Linked DNA regions of Zea mays: all the other regions are linked to region 2. The links are chromatin contacts, called in public Hi-C maps. All regions are on one chromosome and are shown on one strand. Each heading gives the region's core, a stretch centred on a gene start, on an enhancer-like site or on the middle of the called end of the contact. The rest is flanking DNA. Distances are from core to core; before and after follow the strand shown.

Region 1 (3,784 bases), core at 604-3,103, 800 kb before region 2:
ATAGTTAATAGCCCAACTGAGTGTTCAGAGCCCTGATGACAAACGATACCAGTTGTGCAAAGGTTTGATTCGCAAAGGCAGTCTGATCTAGATTAGTAACAACTCTGCACTCAAAACTAAAATAGTAGCCGCTCTACATGACAGTGCTTTGGGGGGGCATTCTGGTGTCCAGGCTACTTACCAACGAGTGAAGAAGCTATTTCACTAGAAAGTCAAGGAGGTGGATGTGGAGGACTATGTGAAACAATGTGCAACTTGTCAACAAGCTAAGGGTGAGAGGGTGCATCCTCCAAGCTTACTTCAACCTCTACCAGTACCTCAGGGTGCTTGGCAGGATATCACCTTGGATTTTATTGAGAAGCATCCAATATCAGAAGGGTATGACACTATTTTGGTTATGGTAGACCTTTTTACTAAGTATGCACATTTTGTGGCTCTTAAACACCCCTTTACAGCAGTCCAAGTGGCTCAGGTCATGTTGGATCAGGTGGTAAGACTGCATGAGATGCTCGTGAGTGATCGGGACAAGGTGTTTACAAGTATTTTTGGACACATCTGTTCAAACTCATGGGAACTAAGCTCAATTTAAGCACCGCATATCATCCTCAGTCTGATGGACAAAGCGAGCATGTTAATCAGTGCCTGGAAATGTACCTTCGTTGTGATGTGCATGCTCAACCCAAGAAATGGAAATCCTGGCTTCCTGTGGCCGAATTCTGGTATAACACTTCGTATCACACCACTCTGGGTTGTTCTCCATTCAAAGCCTATATGGTTATGAGCTCATGTGGTGTCATCTAAGACTGACAAAGATGTGGCCGAGTTGATAACTGCCTTTTCTTCACTTCTACGAGAATAGTTGGCTGCCGCTTGCAACCGAATGAAGCTGTAGGTAGACAGGTTCAGGACTGAACGTCAGTTTCAAATGGGTGAGCTTGTACTCCTCAAACTGCAACCGTATGCTCAGCACTCGGTGGTCAATCGTCCTTGCCCGAAGTTGGCCTTTAAGTTTTTTGGGCCATACAAATATCTGGAGAGAATTGGCGAAGTTGCTTATCCCTTGGAGTTGCCACCATCAGCACAAGTTCATCTAATTTTCCACGTGTCACAGCTGAAGTCATTTACATCCAATTATACTCATGTTTTCTCCACCCTACCTAGGTACAATGAGCTCGCTCAGCATGATGTGGTGCCTGAAGAAATTTTGGAGCGTCGGTTGGTCAAGAAAGGAGGTCATGCTATCCCACAAGTCCTCATCCGTTGGAGCAATATTCCTCGTGAGTCGGCTACTTGTCGAAGATCCCTCATTCCATTGCTTGGGGACAAGCAAGTGCTCGGGAGGGGGCAGATGTCACGCCCGGGATCCAGGGTGACGTGTAGGGAGAGGGCTCAGGCGCAGGGGAACCTGAAGAACCGAATGGAGAACTCTAAGGCTATCCGCAGTCGCTACTGCAAACAGGAACTGTAAATTTTTACAGCTCTCACAAACGATGCAGCGGTAGACTGCAACAGGAACTGTAAATTTTTACGGCTCTCAGGAACTTCACAGCTAGCGCACCTTCTGCGGTGGACTGAATAATCTCCCTCCTCTTTCTATTGGCTGCTAGTTGGATGTGGAAAGGAAAGAGGTGAAAATAAATAATAGAATATATGGTATATGGTATAAGGTAGATATTTAGAGTGAATATGACCGCGGAGTATTATGGGATAGGGTAGAGAATCTCGCTGAACAGGATGAAATATTCCTTTTAGAGTAGAAATTTAGGGTTCTATGAGTGCGGATAGCCTAAAGCGGTGTCAGACCGAAAACAGTGCTCAGATGTGGCTGTATGGATTGGGTTGTAATGTGTGGGCCATGTGTGCCTGTCGAGTTGGGCCATGTGTGGGTCGCGGCGTGAGATGGGTTAAATACTGTAAACACTTGGTGGTTTGGTTGTCGAATAAACAGAACACATACCTTGACGTTGTCCCTCACGGCGACGGCGATCACGAGCGCTCACGTCCCGGCGAACTCATCGGCGGCCATGGGCATAACAGAGCGAAATCATAGGATGTACATATGCAATGGCGATACAGATCGGTTGTTTGGTTCAAATCGTGCCCACGACGAAGAAAACAGCGACAAATGCAGTTCAGCAGTCACGCGGGGAGCAAAGGGAGGGGTCATAGGATGTACCGTTGCAATGGCGATAAAGCTTATCCAACGAAGGAAACGGTGACGAATGCGGTTCGGCGACCGCACAGGGAGCGAAAGAAGGGGCAGACAACGGATTATTGCGGGTTTATTTAAGCAAATTTGAAGACTGTTTTTATAAAATTGTGACCGTGGAACTGTTGAACCATGAAAACTTATGCTTTATAATAGTAGAGATGTAATGCAGCCCAACTCTTTTGAGTCGCAGACTGGCCAGCTGGAGGCGAAATTGTGAACCAACAAACAAAAATGCAGCAGCTTCTATTGCTCTTGCATGGCAAATAAAATTACTGGGAACTGCATCCCGAAATGGAGCATCTTATACCCGAAAATGAAACATGACCTCACATTGAGTTGAGTTTGCTGCTCTCTTCTACGATTATAGAGAAAAACCTCACTGTATCCTCAGCTCAGAATTCGTCTTTCCGAGGAAGCAATTCTTTTTCATCAGTCAAAAATTTGCATGGTATTATTTCCAGAAAGCACAAAACAGTCGGCGGGAAAGCACTGGTAAGTAACTTTATATGTCAAGCAGCAACCTCCTGGGGTCCTCAACGACATCCTTGATGCGACGGAGGAAGAATACAGCCTCTCTGCCATCGATCAGCCTGTGGTCATATGTCAGCGCAAGGAACATCATTGGCCTTGCGAGAATGTCACCATTCACAACCACAGGGCGTTGCACAATGGAATGCATCCCCAGAATTGACGACTGCATTTCACATAGATCATGTTTCAGATCAATATAAACATCTGCATGCTACAAATGTGTTGCAACTGATAAATGTTTAGTAGCTACCTGTGGGGGGTTGATGATAGGTGTGCTGAGGAGGCTTCCATAGACACCACCATTGGAGATAGTGAATGTTCCTCCTGCCATGTCATCAATCGAGAGCGCCCCCTCATTTGCCTTCTTTGCAAGGTTGTTTATCCCTTTCTCAATGTCAGCAAAGTTCATGGTATCAGCATCTCGGATAACAGGCACCACAAGGCCCTGGAGAAGTTTCAGTCAGTGATATACATAGTAAATACACCATCCCAAACTATAGGCTGTTTTGTGTTTTGGCTTTTCTAGGTACAATAGCTTTAGGATAGAGGGTGAGAAAAAAAGATGAGACAGCAATCACCAGAGTAGCAAGTACTCTATCCTAAAAAGAATGCAATTCTAGTACAATATCATGTTTTAACATCTTCAGTGCAACCAACTATAGATAAAAACATCAAATAAATACAATTAGTTAGCTACGAAATTTATTTTCATAATAAATTGATTTGGAGCCTTGAACGTGAATACTACACTAGAAACTTGATCAAATGTGAACTAGTTTAACGGGCACGCAACGCAACCCATGGTTGCATTCTTTTTGGGTCAGGGAGTAAGCAATATGGCACCTTGGAAGTGCCAACAGCAACACTGACGTCTACGTAGTCTCTGTATATGATGTCATCGCCATCAATGACAGCATTAACAATTGGCTGGTTTTGAAGTGCAGAAACAGCAGCCTGACAAAATAAATAAAATTAGCCAGCCATATAAATGTATGGTTCAAAAGCTTTGCAACACATAAGACTAAGTACCTTGACAAAGCA
Region 2 (3,366 bases), core at 772-3,271:
CCAGGGTTAGCTAGACCCTTAGACACTACCGAGGTGAATGGCTAGGGATCCACTACGAGGCCTTTACAAAGTTCCACTAGCTTCAGAAAACTCGCTACAGTTCTAGGAATAGCAATGCAAGAATCCCCCGTCTGACCGCCATCGCAGCAAAATCAACCCGGGAACCTCCCTACACGCCTACTCCCCTACTACCCTTGCCCCTATCGGGTAAGGTAGTCCTCCACTAGCTTTCCTAGTTAGTCAGCCAAGGGCGTCCCATTCCACCCTTGTGGTGGCATGTGTTTCTCAAGTTAAGCTCCATGTTCCAATTAAAATAATGATCTTGACATAAATAATAAATAAAATAACAGTATAATTGGAACATGGACAAAATGTAATATTAAACCCAAAACCATATAGAGCAATAGCAAAACTACCCAAATAGTTCAGAGGTAAACAAGGTAACAAGATAACCAAACTAGGGTGATCTATTGGGTCCCAGCAAAATTAAGCCTATGCATGAATAAGTGATAATAAAGAATATTATTGGGTAATAAAAGTGGTCAAGGGCACAACTTGCCTGGGAGTTGAGATACCAACTTGATCTTCAGGTGACACGTAACCTCGCGCTAGTCATAGCAATACAAACAAACAGGGTATAGGTAAAATTAACATCACACCAAACACAAGAAGAAACCGCATAATAATACTCTATGCGTTGCTACGAGGTCGTGGGATCGAGAACCGCAAAGATCGGAGTTATGGTTACAGAGTTATGATTTATGGGAGATCTATGTGGTCCAAATATTAAACTATATTATAAATTGATTAGTATACACCATATGAGAGAATATTCTATGAATAATTAACTCAACCTTAATCTTAATTATAACTTGACTAAAGATCTTATGTTAATCAAATTATAATTATGGATAGGTTAGCTTTGGTTTAGAAAAGTTAATCTAGTAGACATAGGATAAATAAATATCTAACTATAAAATATGCAATATGGTATAATTAATATTTTTACTGCATAATAAATATTCACATGAAGCTAGCGCGACTTGAATGGACCAAATTTTTATACCCTAAAATTAGTCCAGGGGTGAATCTGCAAATATCCAATTAAACCCTATTTATTTTAATTATAATAAGGATGGCGGGTTTATTATAACCAAACAGAGGGGCTCTTCATAAAATTTGCCGCGTGAAGGGGTATGAAGTGAGCTCGGTCGTTGGATTAGATTCGGACAGCCAAAGATCTAATCAGAACTGGTAGACCCCGGTGGCCGTAATATCTGAGAGCAACGGCTGAGATCCTAAATAACAGAAATCGCCAGTCGCCCGATCGATCCAAAATCAACGGCTCACACAACACCACGAACCGGTAAGAGATCGATCTAATCGCCATGGTTGATACCTGATCCAACGGCTACGACGCGATCCCCTACCCATCTCTCCTTACCGCAGACCAAACACAGCGGCGCCGCCCGAAGGGCGCACCGGCGACAAGCCACCCATGAACCGATGCCCTAAGCTCTAATTCTACCGGTGCCACGCGACGAGGAGGACAAGGCAGACTCAGATGAGGACTACTTACCGATGGTTAGGCTGCAACATTCCTTTCCCACAGGGACATGCGATCCATGGTGGATCCCAACTTCTGATGAGGAATTGCGACAGCGCCAGAGGTCGTTCCAATCCCACGACGCAATGCCAAGCATCCAAACGGGCCAGTGATTAACCTTATCTCCCAGCCAACCAGCAACTCACAATCGATGGCGGCACGGAGCGACTTCCTCTGTGCTCTCCCCCATGGAGGCTCTCAGCTCTCACGATCGCGCGACGTTAGCGGGACGAGATGCAGAGGAGTATGGGGAGCTGACTTAAGTACCCGGGAGGATCATGTAGTGGCTCGGGAAAAAGGGGAAGAGGGTTGAGGGAGATGCGGAATTCACAGGCGGGAGATCGGCGAAGTCTGTTGGGAAGACGCTCCTCATGACTCGGCCCCACCGCATAGCGACCGGAAGACGACCCTGATGACCCGGCCCCACCAGTTAGCGGTTCAATGGGTCTAAGGGCATGTACAGTGGTGTTTAATGTGGTGGCTCTTAAGGTGTTTTAGGGGGTTATTTGCAAAAAAATCTTATAGCCGTCTCTCCGTGAAGAGACGCCTCTGGCTCGTAAACCAAGTAACAACAGACACCTCACTTCCCACTGTACGAATTTGTCGTCTGTTCTATCGATCTGATGCTATACAAATACATTTAATTCTGTATTTATTAACAGACTATATTTAGAGACACTCCATTGTACAATAGAGTCTCTTAGTTGTCTCCTGTGCTTGAGAACCGTTTTGGTGTCTCTCCACTGTACATGCCCTAAGGCAAGCGCGCAAGGGCGAGTTGGAGAGTGGGGAAAGAAGATCTACAGAGTTTGGGTGTTTGACTAACGAAGTGGTCCCACCTGGCAGTGCCTCCGAGAGGAGCCAACCCAAGTGCAGATGGTGGCCGGCCGAGGGGCCCAACACGTAAGCGAGGCGCACAGGTGAGTGGATCTGGGCAGAGGGACCCACAATGCAGCGGCACATGGAGGGGAAGCGCGCAGTGGGTGGCAGACACTAGGCCGAGCCAAGGATCCGAATTCGGCCCACGCGCTGGCATGCCCCATTGGGTTATCTTTTCTTTTTCTTTATTTCTATTTTCTTCGTTGTTTTCTAATTTAAATCTAAAAAATTCGAATTTCTATTATAAATTCAAATGCACATTTCAGAAACTTCCAGTAAAACATAATTGTTTAGTTTATTTATTTATGCTAAAATGTTTTCAGTTATGAAAACCACACCTTCTCCTTTTTCTTTTCTATTTAAATTCAAATTCAGATTTTTCTAATTTGGATTTAGATTCTAGCTTGGGGTTTCATGCCCAAAAGTTCCTGGTGCAATCAACTCTATATGATATGCAATGTTGATATTATTTTATTTATTATTCTATTTATCATTGCCTTTTAAATGTGTAATTCCCACATATTTATCTCAAGAACAATAGTTTTATATTTTATGATCTCCATAAAGAAAATGCCCTAACATATGTCTTAAAGTGATCATCAATACTACTATTTGTAATATTTTTATTTTATTTTTTCCTTCCTATTATTCAATTATGGAAGAAATCATTTTCTTTCTTTTTACTCAGTTTCTGTTTTCTATTTTCATTTATAATTTGAGGTTGAATAAAATGTATCCTAACATAATCTTAAGCATGGGATGCACATTCCTATTTGTTTATGGATTAATCGACTAATAATACTCCATTAATTGGCTATGAAGATAGAAGGGTCCAAATAAATTTCCCAAAGTTTCAAAAATCCTCAAATATATTTTATCAT
Region 3 (3,802 bases), core at 508-3,007, 670 kb before region 2:
CATGCAAATGGTCCTCCAATGATCCAAGTGGCATGTACTCATACACGAGAAGGCGTTGATCTCCATCAGCACAATAACCAACCAAATTGACAAGGTTTTGATGATGCAGCAAACTAAGCATGAGAACTTCCACTAGAAATTCTTTGTTTCCTTGATTACCATCCCTATTCAGCTGTTTGATAGCAACAACCTGCAGTAGATTATTCATCATTTCAGTAAAATACTAATGCAGTGTCTCATCTTGCAGTTCAGGATTTCAAGTCATTGTATGCAAATCAAATGGCAAGCAAAACTTGTTAGTCTGTTTCATGTCATTCATCCTGTGAATTAAAAATGAAGGACCTACATAACAGTCCATAGTGTCCTAATTTATCAGGCCAGTACAAGTTGGATCAGCTATAGGTGAACACATATTTTTTTGTGCCTGTGGGCATCCACCACACATGTGCAAACACTGCTTTTTCTTGAATGTCCTAGAGAGATCAATGACGCCATTGGTACGACTGAGCCACTTTTGTACTAGTCCAACAGCATGAAACAAGAAAAGTCGAGGCCCCGTTTTGACAACAAAGCTCATTACCTGGCCCATGTCAAGGCGGCCCTTGTAAACGCGCCCAAACCCTCCCTCCCCAATGAAGCATTCATCTCTAAAGTTCTTCGTTGCGGCTGCAAGCTGGCGGAAGGTGAAGGTCTGAGCAGAGATGACATTGCCACTGGCGTCCCTGAGTACTGAAAGCTCCTTCTTCGAGCCAGCATTGCCTTTAGCTCGTGTCTTGTCGGCCCCTGCACATATGCATTGTCTACATGATCATGCAGATCAAGACAGTCATACCCCAGCAACTCAGCAAGCAAGCAAATATACTAATCATAATAGAAAACATATCCCGGTCTCTAATCAACGGATTATCATCACGTTTCTGAATTTGGAGATACAAGTCGATACCTTTCCCCCCTTCTAATAATACTGTAAAAAGATCTGAAGGAAACACAGAATCGTTCCTGTCATTTCCCTCAATCACATCAACATGCACAAGAATCAGCCGCTCCATTCGTACCAACCCAACCACCGCGAAGAGACTAACACGGAGCATCAAACCTCGGCCGGATCCGGTTCCGATCCCAACAACAAACCAAGCGGAAGGATCCCAGTTCTCAGGGAGAGACGGAGACGCGCATAAACAACACGCACCTGCGGGGCCCCTCTGAGCACGCGGCGGCGCCACCACGGCCTCTTCTACCCGGCCGCCTCCACCACCAGCTGCAGCGGACGAGGACGAGGACGCGGTCGCTCGCCCACCACCGCCATTGCCTCCGCCGGGGCCCTTGGATCCGTAGTACTTGAGCTCCTCCTCGCGCGTGGAGCCGAAGCACGGGAAGCAGCCCATCGCCGGTGCCCGGGGCGAGCTACCACCAGCAATCAATAGCTCACCGCGGCGCCGCAAGACGAACCCGCATTTCCGCACCGACAAGCGGCTGCGCTCCTGGTTGACGGGGTGGGGGAGGGCGGCACGGATCAGGGAGGCCGGGGGGAGGCGAACAAGTGGGGATTGGGAGGTGGAGGAGACGTGTGGGCGGTGGCGTCGGCTGCTTTGGGCAGCAGCAGCTGCTTATAGCAGAGCAGGCACGGCAGGATGCTCGGGCTCAAGGTCCAGGCTCCATGGGGTTGGTAGGACGGAAACGGGAAAGCGTGGGACGGAAACGGGAGGTTAGGAGAGACTTCACTGTCACTTTACAAGGATTTTCTGAAAATTATTCTGCGATCTAGGTTGCCCCTTTTGAAACAAATATCTGTGTCCAACAAGCACGTGTTATGTTTTTTTGCCTGTTATTTTCCATGGTAGATAGTAAACGTTCCTTAAGTTTAGCATTACAATATTGAATCTTATCATCCATTTAATATAGACATAGAAATTAAGGATTAAAACGATTATTATTTTCGAACAGATGGAGTAACTATTTATATGTGAATTAACAGAATACTAGCAATTGCACTGATGGTTTGAGGAATAAATTGTTGAGCAGCAACATGCAAATGGAGTACAGCCCATGTCCAAATCAGATGTCGGCTCTTTCACACGCGCTACTTTTTTTTTGTCTGAGGTGGCTGCAGAGTACTACTGATTTTGTATCGACTAATTATTTTAACCGTCCAGTTGACTTGAGATATTTGGTTTCTATAGACTAATTAGTCTCTTTATTTTATTCCATTTTAGTCATAAATTGTTAAATATAAAAACTAAAATATAGTTTTGATTTTCATATTTGTTAATTTAAGACTAAAATATAATAAAATAAAGAAATTAAAATTAGTTACTAGAAACCAAACACCTCTTTATATCTGCTCACTATAATAAGTGATTCTCCCTATTTAAATATATATATATATATATATATATATTAATATCTATTGTATTCTACATGTTTAGTCTATTTTATTTTTAACTAAAAATACGCAAACAGATTTGTGTATCTGGCGTGGTGAAGACCCCTGCGACCCATTCAATATCGACTACCTATTAATCCTTCCGCATAATTAGATATTAAAAATCGGTAATCACGTAGTAGTTATATAGGAAATTGAATCTCCCATATCATCCAGTCAAACCTAGGAGATCATACGTATCGTTACATTCCTTTTCTCACTCCCATCAATCGCGCGATTGCTCTTTTGATATAAATTATTCTCATTACACCTCGCCGTTCGCCTATTGTTTCGATCGGTACTGAAGTGCATAATAAAACTCCACCCTTAATCCGCCATAATCAGAAAATAAAGGGGGCTATTTGGTTGTATACATAAAGAGCATCTCTAAGGACTCTCATTTTTTGACTCTATTTAACTCTCCATCTCCATAAAAATTACATTTTGTATGTAGCATCTAATTACCTCATTCCATACTTATAAGTTGTTGAAATATTAGGCATTTTTTAGATTAAATTCCGAATATAAATCATGATCAACAATAAATAGTCTAGGTGTCTGTTCCACAACAAATAACCTAACAGCTTACCTAAGAGCATAATCATAAAAATGCAACATACCTCTACCATAACAGATGAACTGAAGTATAAGGTCAAATCAGATGATGTGTACTGGTCAGACATACTGGTAGACGACGCGGGCCGGAAGCAGCAGGGTCAACGACGTCGAAGCAGCGGGGCCGATGACGTCGAAGCAGCAGGGCCGATGACGTTGAAGCAGCAGAGTCGACGACAAGATCGCGAGCAGTCGTGTGAGGACGCTTCCCAAAAACCTTATTCGCCCTTTCCTTGTGCAGGATCTCGAAGGCGAAGGGTTCTATAGACCTGTTCTCCCGAACGCAGATGCACGTCGGCGGTCGGGATGAAGAGAACTACGATGGCGACGCAGTTGTGAGCAGAGGCGAAAACCTAACTTGTGTTGGGATAGGATTGACGCTGGCTGCCAGACGTCTAATGTAAGTTACTTAACAATGAAGGATATGAGTAGAAACAGATTCTCGGGTGAATCAAGATCCACCACCCGGAATAAAAGTCCTCATTACCTAACTTTCTATTACCCCAAATCTTCTCTACACTCACCTAATAGCTAAAACCCGATGTACCCTTGTTTTCTATGCCACACCTGCTAATGGCATGAAAATTGTAGGTGTATAAAAAATTATATATATTGGAAGTTCCACTTAAAAAAATACTAGAATTTCATAAAGATAAAGTTAGCTTGATATGCTCAACCAGACGATATTCTTAAATAGGATTATAGAATCTAATGTGATCTAAACTATTATGATCTAATCTAGTGTGAGTCACTTAACAAGTTAGC

What was found. Hi-C and Micro-C count contacts between places; a contact is called where the count stands out from the background.
Region 1: a Hi-C map of bundle sheath shows a contact between it and region 2, with 3 times the contacts expected there. The contact joins two enhancer-like sites. A contact is called at or near these places in 2 of 25 Hi-C or Micro-C datasets (bundle sheath and ear).
Region 3: a Hi-C map of leaf shows a contact between it and region 2, with 4 times the contacts expected there. The contact joins the promoter of LOC100281460 here to the enhancer-like site in region 2. A contact is called at or near these places in 6 of 25 Hi-C or Micro-C datasets (ear, endosperm, leaf and 2 more).

What each region holds. Positions count from the first base shown.
Region 1 is chr2:68,904,393-68,908,176 of Zm-B73-REFERENCE-NAM-5.0, forward strand. It overlaps LOC100284269 (dihydrolipoyllysine-residue succinyltransferase component of 2-oxoglutarate dehydrogenase complex), which reads right to left. Exons shown (of 13, transcript NM_001157164.2): 10 at 3,773-3,784; 11 at 3,587-3,697; 12 at 2,994-3,188; 13 at 2,304-2,906. The coding sequence ends at 2,715. Among protein-coding and RNA genes, the nearest start is that of LOC100284269, 18 kb to the right of the region's middle. Within about 2 kb of position 1,854, at least 16 of the 20 cell types and tissues checked have an H3K27ac peak or open chromatin away from gene starts, as enhancers often do. A contact at or near this core is called in bundle sheath and ear, where this site is marked.
Region 2 is chr2:69,699,705-69,703,070 of Zm-B73-REFERENCE-NAM-5.0, forward strand. No RefSeq gene overlaps it. Among protein-coding and RNA genes, the nearest start is that of LOC100282506, 110 kb to the right of the region's middle. Within about 2 kb of position 2,022, at least 18 of the 20 cell types and tissues checked have an H3K27ac peak or open chromatin away from gene starts, as enhancers often do. A contact at or near this core is called in bundle sheath, ear, endosperm and 3 more, where this site is marked.
Region 3 is chr2:69,032,019-69,035,820 of Zm-B73-REFERENCE-NAM-5.0, forward strand. It overlaps LOC100281460 (serine/threonine-protein kinase NAK), which reads right to left and starts at 1,758. Exons shown (of 5, transcript NM_001154378.3): 1 at 1,190-1,758; 2 at 581-783; 3 at 1-190. The coding sequence starts at 1,385.